Regions from separate parts of the Sus scrofa genome. Here all the other regions are linked to region 2. The links are chromatin contacts, called in public Hi-C and HiChIP or PLAC-seq maps. All regions are on one chromosome and are shown on one strand. Each heading gives the region's core, a stretch centred on a gene start, on an enhancer-like site or on the middle of the called end of the contact. The rest is flanking DNA. Distances are from core to core; before and after follow the strand shown.

Region 1 (4,371 bases), core at 1,128-3,627, 110 kb after region 2:
CTCAGTGGGTGAAGGATCCGGCATTGCCGTGAGCTGTGGTGTAGGTTGCAGATGCGCTTCAGATCCCGTGTTGCTGTGGCTCTGGCATAGGCCAGCGGCTACAGCTCCAACTCAACTCCTAGCCTGGGAACCTCCATATGCCACGGGAGCGGCCCAAAAAATGGCAAAGAGACAAAAAAAAAAAAAAAAAGCCTGTAGGAAAAGGTGAGTCTTCTCCACCCCTTTTTTAATGCCAACATCTACTGTGTGCTTCCACCCCCACCAAGAAGCCCCCTTTCTCTTCTGAGCTCTTAGGGCCTCCCAACTGACAGTGCCATTATCGACATATGTGTCTTATCTGACCTACTAGAATATAACTGGCCCATCTCTTAGACACCTTGGTAATCCCAGCGCCGAGCACAGGGTCTGGCACAGAATCGCGCTAAGGTTTGAGGCGTGACCAGAGGAGCAGAATAACACCAGGAACCATGAGGCTCCTCAGCAGTGCCTGATGGATGCTCACCACCCTGGAAACTGGAATGTCTTTGTCCAGAATCGATGTCCATCCACCTATTGGTTCAACAAATGTGTCCTGCCTGCCCACGGTGTGCCAGGCCCTGTGATAAGTCCTGTGAGGATACAAACAGGGTCTCTGTCTTCAAGGACCACATAGTTCAGTCATGGACACGAATGGTGGCCACACAGTGGAGAGCAAGCCAGCCTGTCAGAAGTCCAGACTGCATGCTGAGGAAGTCCAGAAAAAACAAGATCGTTTCTGCTTGCGGAGCTCTTAGAAGGCCTCGTGGTCTTCCAAGGCTCCCATCTGACCTTTGACCCTTGGCAGCCAACCTTCCCTGGGCTGCCCCAGCTCTTGCTGGCCCTTCCCATTTAGGCTCGCCAGACTGGGCGGGAGAGGTCACTCACTCTGTGTCAGGGTGACTGTGGCTGCGGCTGCAGTGGCTGTGGGTCCAAGGGCCACGGGGTGGATCTCTGTGGTACTGGGCAGGCTGATGATGGTGGCCTCGCCCAGGAGGTTGCAGATGCGTTGTTGCATGGGGGTGAGCAGTACGGGGCTACAGCTGGGCCACCACCGCCACTGCCACCACCTGTCCCAGGCCCACCGGCTCCGTCGTCCTCAGTGGGCCCTGGGGCCTCACCACCCTCCACAGCCGCCCGGACCTGGGCAACCTTGCGACGGACCTCGGTCTTGAGATCAGACCACTTTTTCTTGACCTCGGGCAGCTCCCTGCGGCAGGTGGCCACGGCATTGACCCTTCTCAGGATGCCATGCCACGCTGCGCTCTTGGCAGCCAGAGGGACCCCGGCGTTGAAGTGGTTCACCAGCAGGTGCTTCTTCAATTCCAACTCCTCCACGATGATCTCCACCTCTCGCTCAGAGAAGTTCATCTTCCTCTTCTTGGCTGGGACAGCCATGGCCTCTCCCCACCCCGCCTTTTAAATAAATTATAATCCCCTACCCGCCCAAATTCCCCTTCTCTTCTCCCTTAGCCTCGCTCCTCACCCACCCCCTCCTACAGAGGATAGGCTGGGCTTGTCCAAGGCCAAGCACCAGGCCTTTGGTAACCCCCCTCGTTACGCAAACTGCGTAGGGCCCAGCTCCGACTCGCTCAGCCGCTGCCAGCCAGCTGCGTAATGGCTTCCTGAATCTGCCTCTTCCGCCGGGATGTGCGGAGATCCGCCCACTTCCCCTCTTCCCGCCTCCCAGAGCTTCTCCAGGGGACCCACCCTCCCGGTTGGCCGAGGCTCACAGATTACGTCGCTCACTGGTTCTTTCCATCTGTCATTCAACCAAGGGCCCGCCTATTTACTGAAATTGGCCTGATGATTGGTCTAAAGGCGTGTCTGTCGCTACGGAGCGCGCCACCCAACCTAGCCTTAATTCATTTCCATTGGAAAATAGTCATGTCGTTCAATCATCAGTTTTACGAGTTTTGCGCCGTTAAATTCAGCTCTTTTATTTGTGGTTTAGGGAGTTAGATTACCAAAACTCGGCCTCCTGAGGATCTCTAGTGCTTGCGGCCTGAGATGTTGGCCAATTAATTTTTAATTCCATCCAGGTGCGCAAATTCTGCCTTGCAAGCGCATCTCACAGTTGCTCCTCACGTAAATCCTACTTCTCACCGGATATTACAATCTCTACGAATAGGACAGCTCCTCCAATCTTTACGATTCCTTCATCTAAACCACGTTTCTCAATGGAAATATGACACGGGGCCTTCTGCCTGCCAATCACAAGACTTGTGCCTATCACAGCGTGACTTCCTCTCTCGGCCGGACCCAGCCAATCCCCACCTCCCTCAGTTTGAATCGGCCCCTGGCTGAGCAGAGATCGCCCGCCCTCTCCATTGATCTGGGTAAGTCCAGGGCCGCGTGGGCAGTTCTTGGGGAGGCTCCGCCTCTCTAGGTGGCCGTCCGGTCTATGAGTGGCGGGCGTCGTGCCTAGGGGCGTGACCATCCAGGCGGCAAGAGGCGGGGCCGGGCTCCCGGAAGCCGCCCATCCGGCCAGCTTGCCGGCATCCCTGAGCCCGCGCTCAGTGTCTGGGGACACCCGCGTATCTTTCGTGCTCTCCCCGCCGGCCCGTTGCCCTTGCCTCGCGCCCGATGGTGAGCAGTGTGTTGTGCCGCTGCGTGGCTTCCCCGCCGCCGGACGCCGCCGCCACCGCCTCTTCGTCCGCCTCGTCGCCGGCGTCTGTAGACCCGTGCGGCGGCGCCGTCTGCGGGGGCCGGACCACCAGCTGCGCCTGTGGAGCCTCTTCCAGACTCTCGACGTCAACCGCGACGGCGGCTTGTGTGTCAACGACTTAGCAGTGGGGCTTCGGCGCCTGGGACTGCACCGCACTGAGGGCGAGCTCCAGGTAGGCAATGAGCTCTGTCCGCGTGGGCGGGGAGGGGACTCCCTTCGTTCCCCAGCACCTTCGGGAGGTCCAGGTGACAGGTCTGGTCTGCACCATCGCCTTCTTGGGCAATCCCTTGGAGCTTGGTTGTCTTGGTGGATGACCTCTCGGGTGGGCTGGGACCCCCTGGTGACAGATGGCACCCCATTTTCTGGTGGGAGTGGAGCTCCTTCTTGACCTCTGTGGGCTCTTGGGCCAGGAGGAAAGGCTCTCCTGGCTACAGGTGGGCACTCTCTGGACATTCTGATGGTAGAAAAGCCCCTTTCTGGTCGGGCTTTCCCCAAAGTAGAAGGTCAAATCTCAAAAGTTTGCCTTATGTCACCTTCTGACCTCAAGAGTAAGCTTTGATGCTCCCCTCTACCCTTCATTAATGGTTTCATCCATCCTCCTCCAGGGACACCCCTCACTCGCCTCTCCCGCTCCCTTCCATGCCGCCTGTGGGCCCTGATCTGGTTCCTCTCAGAAGCATGTGGAAGTTAGAAAAAAAAAAAGAAACTGGGGTTTCTGATGAATCTGGGGGTGTTGAGAACTGATGATTCTCAGGAGTTAGAGCCATCCCGTGGACACGCTGATTCAGAAGATGGAATTGTGATCTCTTACAGGGTTGCAGATTAGAATGAAAGAATTAGGGGGAAATCCTTCCTAAAAGTGAAAGTGTGACCCACCCAGGAGGGGGTATTGTTACTCTTGTCCTCCAATAGGCTCCCAGCCAAGGAGGAAGGGCAGACAAGAAGTGCTGTCCTTTCAGTATTAAAAACCTCAAGCAGAGGCTGTTTCTCTCCCTTCTGTCTCTCATGGTATGTTTCTCCATCTGACTTTGTAGCTGTGGCTGTCCTTTTCCACATGGTTCATCTATTATGGCTTAGCCCGATTTATAAACCTGGAGGAAAACTAATGAGCCCTTTACCTAGTAACCTGTTTCTCTTCGAAGTTTGTTCCTTTGGTCTGTTTATACACAGCGCAATTAGAGAATCTCTCAGAGCTAAGAGTGGGGAAACATCTGGTCCAATCCCTGTGAATTCAACCAATTTATGGACTGGGTAGTTTAACGTGAAGTGTTTTAAACTCATGTCCAAAATATCTTGGCTCAACATCCAAGATGTATAACCTACTCAGGATCAGCCTAGGAGACCAAGGGTAACCCTGTGCAAGAGAGAATCACTGGGTTAAGTCCGGGAGCAGAGAGACAAGTTTAAAAAAAAAAAAACAGAAAAAATCTTCGAACACAAGTTTTATGCAGAATGTTGTTGTGAGCTGGATATTTTCCAATCCATAACTGATGAGTAAGTCACTTGGAAAGACAGGATGGCTAAACTCAGAGGGCCTGTGCCTTTTGGCTGAGGGAGGTGTGTGCCTGTGCCTGGGTGACCCTTACTGCTTTCATGAATGTGGCCACCTGGTGTTTGCCACCTTGCCACCGGGCACATCTGTGCATCTGGCTTCAGGAGTGTATACACCATGCTTTGTGCCTCATCTG
Region 2 (4,063 bases), core at 120-2,619:
GCTGCACCCTCGGCATATGGAGGTCCCCAGGCTAGTGGTGGAATCGCAGCTACAGCTGCCAGCCTACATTACAGCCACAGAAATGCGGGATTTGAGCCGCATCTGCAACCTACACCACTGCTCATGGCAATGCCGGATCCTTAACCCACTGAGCAAGGCCAGGGACTGAACCCGCAACCTCATGGTTCCTAGTTGGATTCGTTTCCACTGCGCCATGACGGGAACTCCACAAAAGTTTTCTTTACTAAGATTTTTCTCCCAAAGAACATCAAGTTCTGCAAGATTTTGCTTCCCAGAGTTCCTGTCGTGGCTCAGTGGTTAACGAATCCGACGAGGAACCATGAGGTTGTGGGTTCCATCCTTGGCCTTGCTCAGTGGGTTAAGGATCCGGCGTTGCCATGAGCTGTGGTATAGGTTGCAGATGCCGCTTGGATCCCACGTTGCTATGGCTCTGGTGTAGGCCGGCAGCTACAGCTCCGATTCGATCCCTAGCCTGGGAACCTCCACATGCCACGGGAGCGGCCCTAGAAAGGCAAAAAAAAAAAAAAAAAAAAAAAGATTTTGATTCCCAAACACACTGCACATTTTAACACATTTTTCCACCGGGGGGGGGGGGGATATCCCAAAGACCCTCACAAAACCCATTGGCACTTGTCATGCCCAGGAGCCCGCAGGATAACCAGAAGGACTAGAACTCCCATTAAAGGCACAGGACCTTACAGTGTAGTGGTTCAGGATTCTACCTTAGGTCTGAACCTTCTCCTTGAGCCTCGGCTTCGTCATCTATACAATGGGGACACCGCTAGTGTCGTCCTCCTACTGCTGCTCTGACGCTTTCATTACATGGGCAGGTAGGCCTGTCACGTGCTTAAATGTTAGGAGTTGGCTTCAAGATCTAGGGATAGGAGGTGAGAGCGGACGAGGAAGCACACATACCAACAGAATCACCCAGGTGGTGTAGTACGTGAAGATGATCAGGCTAACGGCGACGAGGCCGAGTCCCACCACCTGGTCTGTCCCTGTGGCCTGGAGAAAAGGGAAAGCTCAACTGAGGAAGTGACCCTCCATTTAGGTGCACTAACGGAGGGGGGAGTTGCCGCCTGATTACGCCCATTCACTCAGCAGGCGTATCCGACGTGGCTGACGAGGTTTCCATTTCCTGGCTTGAGACAGAGTGCAGGCTAAAGACCTACCACCCGTACGATGGGCCGGCGGGAGAGTGATCCCGGCTCCCGAGAGCTCAAGCCTCAGCTTCTGAGTAGACCTAGGACCCCACACCCAGACGCCCTCATTCCCAGGACTCCCAGCCCCAAGCTCACCATTTCCCCAGCGCTCCAGGCACCGGAGCCGTAAGCCACATCCGGTTCCGCATCCGGGCCCTCCTGGCCTTGGGCCGCGGGGCCCGTCGGGAGTCGTAGTCTTTAGGCAGTCCCAGGACTACGTCGCCCAAGACAGGCAGGCACCGCCTCCCCTTTGCATTTCGGGAAATGTAGTTTTCAAGAGTATTGTGGGCCGTGTTTCCGAATCACCCTGGGAAATGGGACCCAGTGGGGAACCCAGATAGGCTGCATTTATGGTCTCAGTCGGGTCGAACTCGACCCAGAAAAAAACCCCATCTCAATATCCGAGTCCCAAGGCCAGAGCGGGATGGGGTGGGGGGTCGAAAGTCCCATATTTGAGACGGGGAAAATGAGGCTCAGAAAGAGGCAAGCACTTGAAGATCACAATCCGAGTAGAGGGTGCAGCCGACTCCAGAACCCGAGGGCGCTACTTCCTGGTGTGGTGGCCCCAACTCTTCTGTTGAGGGTAGGGTGCAGACAAACGTTCACCGGATAATGCTGAGGGTGGAAGCCTTAACTAATTTTACTCCACAATCTCTTAATGATACTGCAGAAGCTATTCCTACCCTAAATATGGAACAAAAACAAATAAGAAAAGTAGTGCTGCAAAACCGAATGGCCTTAGACATACTCAGTGCAGGCCAAGGAGGTACCCGTGCTGTCATAAAATCTGAATGTTGTGCCTATATTCCTGATTATTCGCAGAACGTGTCTGATTCCCTGCGAGATCTCCGGCAGCAGATTCGTGAGATGTCTGATCCAGCTCCATCCAGCTTTTAGAGCTGCCCTCTGGAACGGGTTGACCTCCTCCTCCTCCTGATGGAAATATTTGTTCACCATAGTCATCATTGTGATCTTGAGCCTTTTATTTGGACCCTAGATAATTAATTGTAGGTCTTGCTTTGTTATGTCCTGATTAAAAGCTATCAACCTACAGATAGTGAAAGAAAGGGTACCCAAGGTAATGTATTGAAGCCCACTCAACCGACCGTGCCATGAGTGGAGACCTAACCACTTTCCCTAAGGACACCCCTTGTCAGCAGGAAGCAGTCAGAGCAGTCGGTCATTGTCCCCCCGCCTCCAAAGTTAAAGTCTCCAACTCTGGGGGCAGGGGGGGGGGGCACTGAGGCAGAATAGTCACTCAGGTAGTCAGTGTTAGGAGCTTGGGCTTCGATGCATTCTTGGATATGTCTATTGATTAACATTTGCGGCTAAAGGGCTCCAGGGAGTAACATCCCCACATGCCTTGTTTCCTCCAGGGAGTGTACCTACGCCCAGACGGACATTAATCTCAAAGCCCCCTGACTCAGGCTACGGGAAGAGAAGGGCAAAGACACCATGGGACTTACGGGACATTTCCACCCCTAAGACCCTATTGGACAAGGACTGAACTGGGCAAGGCCAATGGGAGAAAACCACAGCTTTCTGGACCTCACGTTGGTTACCCCCCCCCCATCTTTAAGGGATAAAAACCCCAATAGAGAGTGGGGCTCTTCTTGCCCTTCCCAGCTGTCCTGGGAGCTGTTTGCTTTCCTGTAATAAAGACTTTGCTTGCTTGCAAAAAAAAAAAAAAAAAAGAAAGAAAAAAAAAGATTCACCAGCCTGGAGTGGGAGGAGGAGGGTCTGGCTTGAGTTGCTGGGATGGGGCTGGTTTTGATTGGCTGTGAGGGCACCCCTTTACCGTTGCCAAGCTTCTCTGGCGAGCCGCTCTTCACTGCAGGAATGAGGCCGGGGTGGGGATCCTCCCTCCCCTCTGCCTCTCGGGTCCCGTGTGTGCCACAGCCCAGACAGGCCTTCTGACCGGTGTGCAGGCCCCTCCCTAGGCCTGGAGGCCAGATCACCCACCAGGTCTTCAGCTCGAGGCCTGGAACACTGTCTTCCCACGGCTAGAGGCTGCTTTTCACCCATCAGGTCCACTGGAATCCCCCACTTCCCGGGAAGCCCTCACTGCAGGGCAGTGGTTCCGTCTGTGCTCCACAGCCCCAAGTATGTCTCCAGGAGGATACTTGTCACTGCATTTAATTTTTATTTTTTAATTTTTTTTTTTTGTCTTTTTGCCATTACTTGGGCCGCTTTCACGGCATATGGAGGTTCCCAGGCTAGGGGTCCAATCGGAGCTGTAGCCACCGGCCTATGCCAGAGCCACAGCAACGTGGGATCCACAGCTCACAGCAATGCTGGATCCTTAACCCACTGAGCAAGGCCAGGGACCGAACCCGCAACCTCATGGTTCCTAGTCGGATTCGTTAACCACTGCACCACGACGGGAACTCCCAACTGCATTTTAATTAGCTGATTTACTTTTGTGGATCCAGCCTAAATGACTATGAGCTCCCTGAGAATGGGGTCTGTGGTCCCTGCTGTATCTCCAGGACCCAGAATGAGGGCTTGGCACAAGTAAGAGCTTCCCATAGCCAAGCAGCCTGAAGATTTGGCGACTTCTGGAATGCTGCAGAGCCCAGTGTCTGGGGACGCCAGGCCTCTGGAGGGGTCGTGTGTGCTGTCTTCACTTGGGGAGATCAGGTCTGAGCCTGGCATGGCCTGCTCCAGCGGGCAGCATCTCTCTCCTCGGGTCTGAGCTCATCTCAAGGCTGAGAGGCACCTTCTCCCCCTACCATTTGGTACACTGAATTTTCACTTAGCATTACTGTTCCAAAGGAGCAACCTTTTGGGGCCTACAGCCCAATTCCTTCCCTCTTGGTCTCAGGAGAATCTGAGCTCAG
Region 3 (4,359 bases), core at 631-3,130, 84 kb after region 2:
TTAAGAACCCAACTAGTATCCATGAGGATGTGGGTTCAGTCCCTATCTTTGCTCAGTGAGTTAAGGATCCAATGTTGCTGTGAGCTGCACAGATGCAGCTCAGATCTGGCATTGTCGTGGCTGTGTCTATGGCGTAGGCCGGCAGCTGCAGCTCCTACTTGGCCCCAGCTCAGGGGACTTCCATATGCTGCAGGTGTGGCTGTCACAAGAAACAAAAAATTAGCCATTCCAACGGTCCTACAGTGGGACCTCATTGTGGTTTTAATTTGTACTTTTCTTATGACCAATGATGTTGAGTATCTTTTCATATGTTTATTGGCTATTGATGCATATAAATATTTTTTCTTTGGTGAAGTAGCTTTTCAAGTATTTTGCCCATTTTAAAGTTGAGCTGATTGTCTTATTACTGAATTGGAGACTTGATTTGTGTATTTTGGATACAAGTCCTTTTTCGTTGTTTTCTTTATTAGCTGCACCTGCAGCATGTGGCCATTCCCTGGCCAGGGATCGAATCCAAGCCACAGCCATGACCTCTGACAATTGTGGCACCTCTGGATCCTTAACCCACTGTGCCACAGCGGTAACTCCCTGGTTACACGTCCTTTGTCAGAGGTATATATGGCAAATACTTTTCTCCCAGTCTGCGGCTTGCCTCTTTATTCTCTTAATGACAACCTTTGAAAGGCAAAGATTTTAAAAGTTAAGAGTTTAACTTATTGTTTTTCTTTTATAGTTTGTGCTTTTCATGTCCTTTCTAAAAAAGAAAATCAGTGTGCTTCTATGGCCACGCCAGCAACATATGGAAGTTCCTGGACTAGGGGTCAAATCGGAGCTGCAGCTGTGGCCTATGCCGCAGCCACAGCAACACCAGATCCGAGCCACATCTGCAACCTACACTGCAGCTTTGCGGCAACGCTAGATCCTTAATTCATGCTACAGCTGCAGCCTTTTTTTTCTTTTATTGCCCCCCCCCCCACGGCATATGGAGCTCCTAGGCCAGAGATCAGATCCAAGCCGCAGTTGCAACCTAAGCTGCAGCTATGGCAACGCCAGATCCTTAGCCCACTGTGCTGGGCCAGGGATCAAACCTGTGTCCCAGTGCTCCCAAGACACTGCCAATCCCATCGTGCCACAGCAGGAACTCCTACAGTTGGATTCTTAACCCACTGTGCCACAGCGGGAACTCCTAGGCATGTATGAGTAATCCATCTTCTTACCAAGGAATTTCTCTTAGCTCAGTTTCTTCAGTGGGAAATTCCCTCCCCCCTGCACCGTATCCCCTTCAATTGCAGCAGGTCAGATGGAGAAGGTGGAAGGAGCAAACAGATCTGCCTTTCACACCTGGCTCCAACCACTCACTGTAGCCTTGGGAAAGTCATTTAACTCCCATGGGCCTCTGTTTCTCAATCCAGGGAATAAGGGAAGCACTGTGACCTCAGGGGCAGGTGACAAGGTCAGACAAGGAGAGGGCTGTTCTGGGATTGGGGCTTCACAGGAAACCAGGGCTCTTCTGCGCAGCTGGCAGAGGACTTTCAGCCACTTCAGACCTTTATTGTCAGGGGTCAGGTTTGACAGGCTCTCACACTCTCCCGGCATGAGAGGGCGACTGAGGCGAGAAAAGGAAGGGGAGTCAGAAGCACACAGCTGCCCAGGCAGGGCAGGGCCTCTGACTTCGGTCCTAAGCTCTCTCCACACCCAGCACCGCCTCTGGGCTTGACGGGCTGGTAGAACTGGTCATGGCTTCTCCCTGGGGCTGCGGAAGAGCCCGCTCCCCTCCAGGACTGGACACTCCTGAGGTAGCCCTCCAGCCTCACCCATCCCCAGCCTGCGGTCTGGGACGCCTAGTGTTGTGCCCAGGCCTGCGCCTGACTGTGGTTGTCTAGCCCCACCTACAGGACACATGGAGAACAACACACCACGCGGGTTCTCCCGGCCTGGATTCCTCATTCTAGGCTGGAAAGGCGCCCGTGAACAGAGCGCCCTCCTGTGGCCGCCCCCAGCTCTGCGCCCTACAACGGTCTCCAGCACTATCAAGTAAAATAGAACGCAACACCTTCTTATCACTTAGATATTTTATTTTATTCTTATACTTATTGAATACACTACTATTTTTTTATTTTTATTTTATTCTAGTTTTATTTTTTTTGTCTTTTTTTTTTTTTTTGCCATTTCTTGGGCCGCTCCCGCGGCATATGGAGGTTCCCAGGCTAGGGGTCCAATCGGAGCTGTAGCTGCCGGCCTACGCCAGAGCCACAGCAACGCGGGATCCGAGCCACGTCTGCGACCTACACCACAGCTCACGGCAACGCCGGATCCCTAACCCACTGAGTGAGGCCAGGGATCGAACCCGCCTCCTCATGGTTCCTTGTCGGATTCGTTTCCGCTGCACCACGACGGCAACTCCCTTTTACTTTTTCTTTTTTTAAAATGGTTTCCTTTGCTGTGCAAAAGCCTGAAAATTTGCCTAGGTCTCATTTGTTTATTTTTGTTTTTATTTCTATTGCCTTGGGAGACTGACCTAAGAAAACTTTTATATGGTTTACGTCAGAGAATGTTTTCCTTATGTTCTCTTCTAGGAGTTTTATGGTGTCATGTCTTTTTTTTTTTTTTTTTTTTTGTCTTTTTAAGGCCACACTCGGGGCTATGGAAGGTTCCAGGCTAGGAGTTGAATTGGAGCTGTAGCACCACAGCCACAGCAACGCCAGAGCCGAGCCACACATGTGAGCTACACCACAGCTCTCGGCAACGCTGGATCCTTAATGCACTGATCAAGGCCAGGGATCCAACTCACATCCTCTTGGATACTCGTCAGGTTCTTAACCCACTGAGTCACAACGGGAACTCCTGCAGGGTTTTAATTTGAGATAGAAACTGAAGTACAAAGAGCCTAAATACCACGCCGAGTCCCACTGATGGAGCTGGAACTGGAACTCAGGTCTGGCTGGTTCAAACACCCAAGCTTTGAATCTTCGCTGGAGGGGCCAGAGGAGGCTAACTACCTGATCCACCTGTTCACTGTCCAGCCGAGGAGCCTGGGGCTACAGGGCACATTGGGACAGGGCTAATCTAGAGCCCAGGTCTCCAGGCTCCAGCCAAGGCCCCACCTCCCTCCGTTGCAAAGAAACTACTGGTGTTTGGAGAGCAAATGGCTGTCCTTTGTAGGTCCCAGGTAGCCGTGTCAGCCAAGTGTCCCCTGTTCCGAGTCTGCACTGGTGGTGGCTGGTTAGAACCTGACTCCCAGGCCAGGCCAGGCTCAGTGTGGACCCAGACCCCGATGCAGTCGGGTGAGACCTGCCCCGCACTCTCCTCGCACCACCCTGCTGGGAACCGGTCAGGTTCCAGCCTCTGCTGACCTCCCCGTCCCTCTAGGCTTCCATCCAGGGCTCGGAGCACACAGGGCACAGAACCAAGATCCTGGGCTGGCCAGCCAGGCATGTCTGCAGCCCCCTCCCGTCAGCACAATCCCGAGACCAAAGATCCTGGGGCAGACTACTTAAATGCTATTGTTTATTTTTTCCAGAAAAATTCTTAGACTAGAACTCACCGAGTCAAAGGAAACCGCTGAGTCAAAGAACCTGCATTTAAAGGTTTTGATGAACTATCAGCAAATCGTCCTTCTAGGGTTTTGCACCAATGTCCACTTTTTTTTTTTTTTTTTTTGTCTTTTGTTGTTGTTGTTGTTGTTGTTGTTGCTATCTCTTGGGCCGCTTCCGCGGCATATGGAGGTTCCCAGGCTAGGGGTTGAATCGGAGCTGTAGCCACCAGCCTACACCAGAGCCACAGCAACGTGGGATCCGAGCCGCGTCTGCAACCTACACCACAGCTCACGGCAGCGCCGGATCGTTAACCCACTGAGCAAGGGCAGGGACCGAACCCGTAACCTCATGGTTCCTAGTCGGATTCGTTAACCACTGCGCCACGACGGGAACTCCCACTTTTTTTTTTTTTTTTTTTTTAAGGCCACACCCGTAGCATAAGGAGTCTCCCAGGCTAAGGGTCAAATCAGAGCTGCAGATGCCAGCCTACGCCACAGCCATGGCAATGCAAGATCAGAGCTGAGCTGGGTCTTCAAGCTACACCTCAACTCATGGCAATGCCAAATCCTTAACCCACTGAGTGAGGCCAGGGATCCAACCCATGTCCTCATGGATACTAGTCGGGTTTGTTACCGCTGAGCATAATGGGAACTCCTTCTTGCTGCTGTTTGAATTTGCATTGTTTGTCATTGAAGAGAGGTTCTCAGACTCAGTGTGTGTGAAAGCAATCTGGGGCATTTTTACACACATGAAAATGCATACGCAGACTGGGAGAAAACCTTTGCAATAATATATCTGGCAAAAAGCCTATCTAGATATATAA

The links. A called contact is a pair of places that touch in the nucleus more often than the background predicts. HiChIP or PLAC-seq counts read pairs in DNA pulled down with a chosen protein or histone mark.
Region 1: an H3K27ac HiChIP or PLAC-seq map of alveolar macrophages shows a contact between it and region 2. The contact joins the promoter of NAIF1 here to the promoter of DPM2 in region 2. A contact is called at or near these places in 1 of 5 promoter capture datasets (skeletal muscle), 1 of 47 Hi-C or Micro-C datasets (liver) and 2 of 2 datasets of contacts at active chromatin or transcription factors (alveolar macrophages and skeletal muscle).
Region 3: a contact with region 2 is called in a Hi-C map of embryonic fibroblasts, with 14 times the contacts expected there. The contact joins the enhancer-like site here to the promoter of DPM2 in region 2. A contact is called at or near these places in 5 of 5 promoter capture datasets (fetal liver, fetal skeletal muscle, liver and 1 more), 32 of 47 Hi-C or Micro-C datasets (adipose tissue, alveolar macrophages, blood and 16 more) and 2 of 2 datasets of contacts at active chromatin or transcription factors (alveolar macrophages and skeletal muscle).

The regions. Positions count from the first base shown.
Region 1 is chr1:268,529,151-268,533,521 of Sscrofa11.1, forward strand. It overlaps NAIF1 (nuclear apoptosis-inducing factor 1), which reads right to left and starts at 2,378. Exons shown (of 5, transcript XM_003480616.4): 1 at 1,056-2,378; 2 at 904-1,053. The coding sequence starts at 1,413. It overlaps SLC25A25 (solute carrier family 25 member 25), which reads left to right and starts at 2,602. Exons shown (of 11, transcript NM_001164510.1): 1 at 2,602-2,723; 2 at 2,726-2,855. The coding sequence starts at 2,602.
Region 2 is chr1:268,422,188-268,426,250 of Sscrofa11.1, forward strand. DPM2 (dolichyl-phosphate mannosyltransferase subunit 2, regulatory) reads right to left here and starts at 1,370. Exons shown (of 4, transcript NM_001244059.1): 1 at 1,320-1,370; 2 at 937-1,026. The coding sequence starts at 1,322.
Region 3 is chr1:268,505,546-268,509,904 of Sscrofa11.1, forward strand. No RefSeq gene overlaps it. Among named protein-coding and RNA genes, the nearest start is that of NAIF1, 24 kb to the right of the region's middle. Within about 2 kb of position 1,881, at least 28 of the 83 cell types and tissues checked have an H3K27ac peak or open chromatin away from gene starts, as enhancers often do. A contact at or near this core is called in alveolar macrophages, embryonic fibroblasts, fetal liver and 4 more, where this site is marked.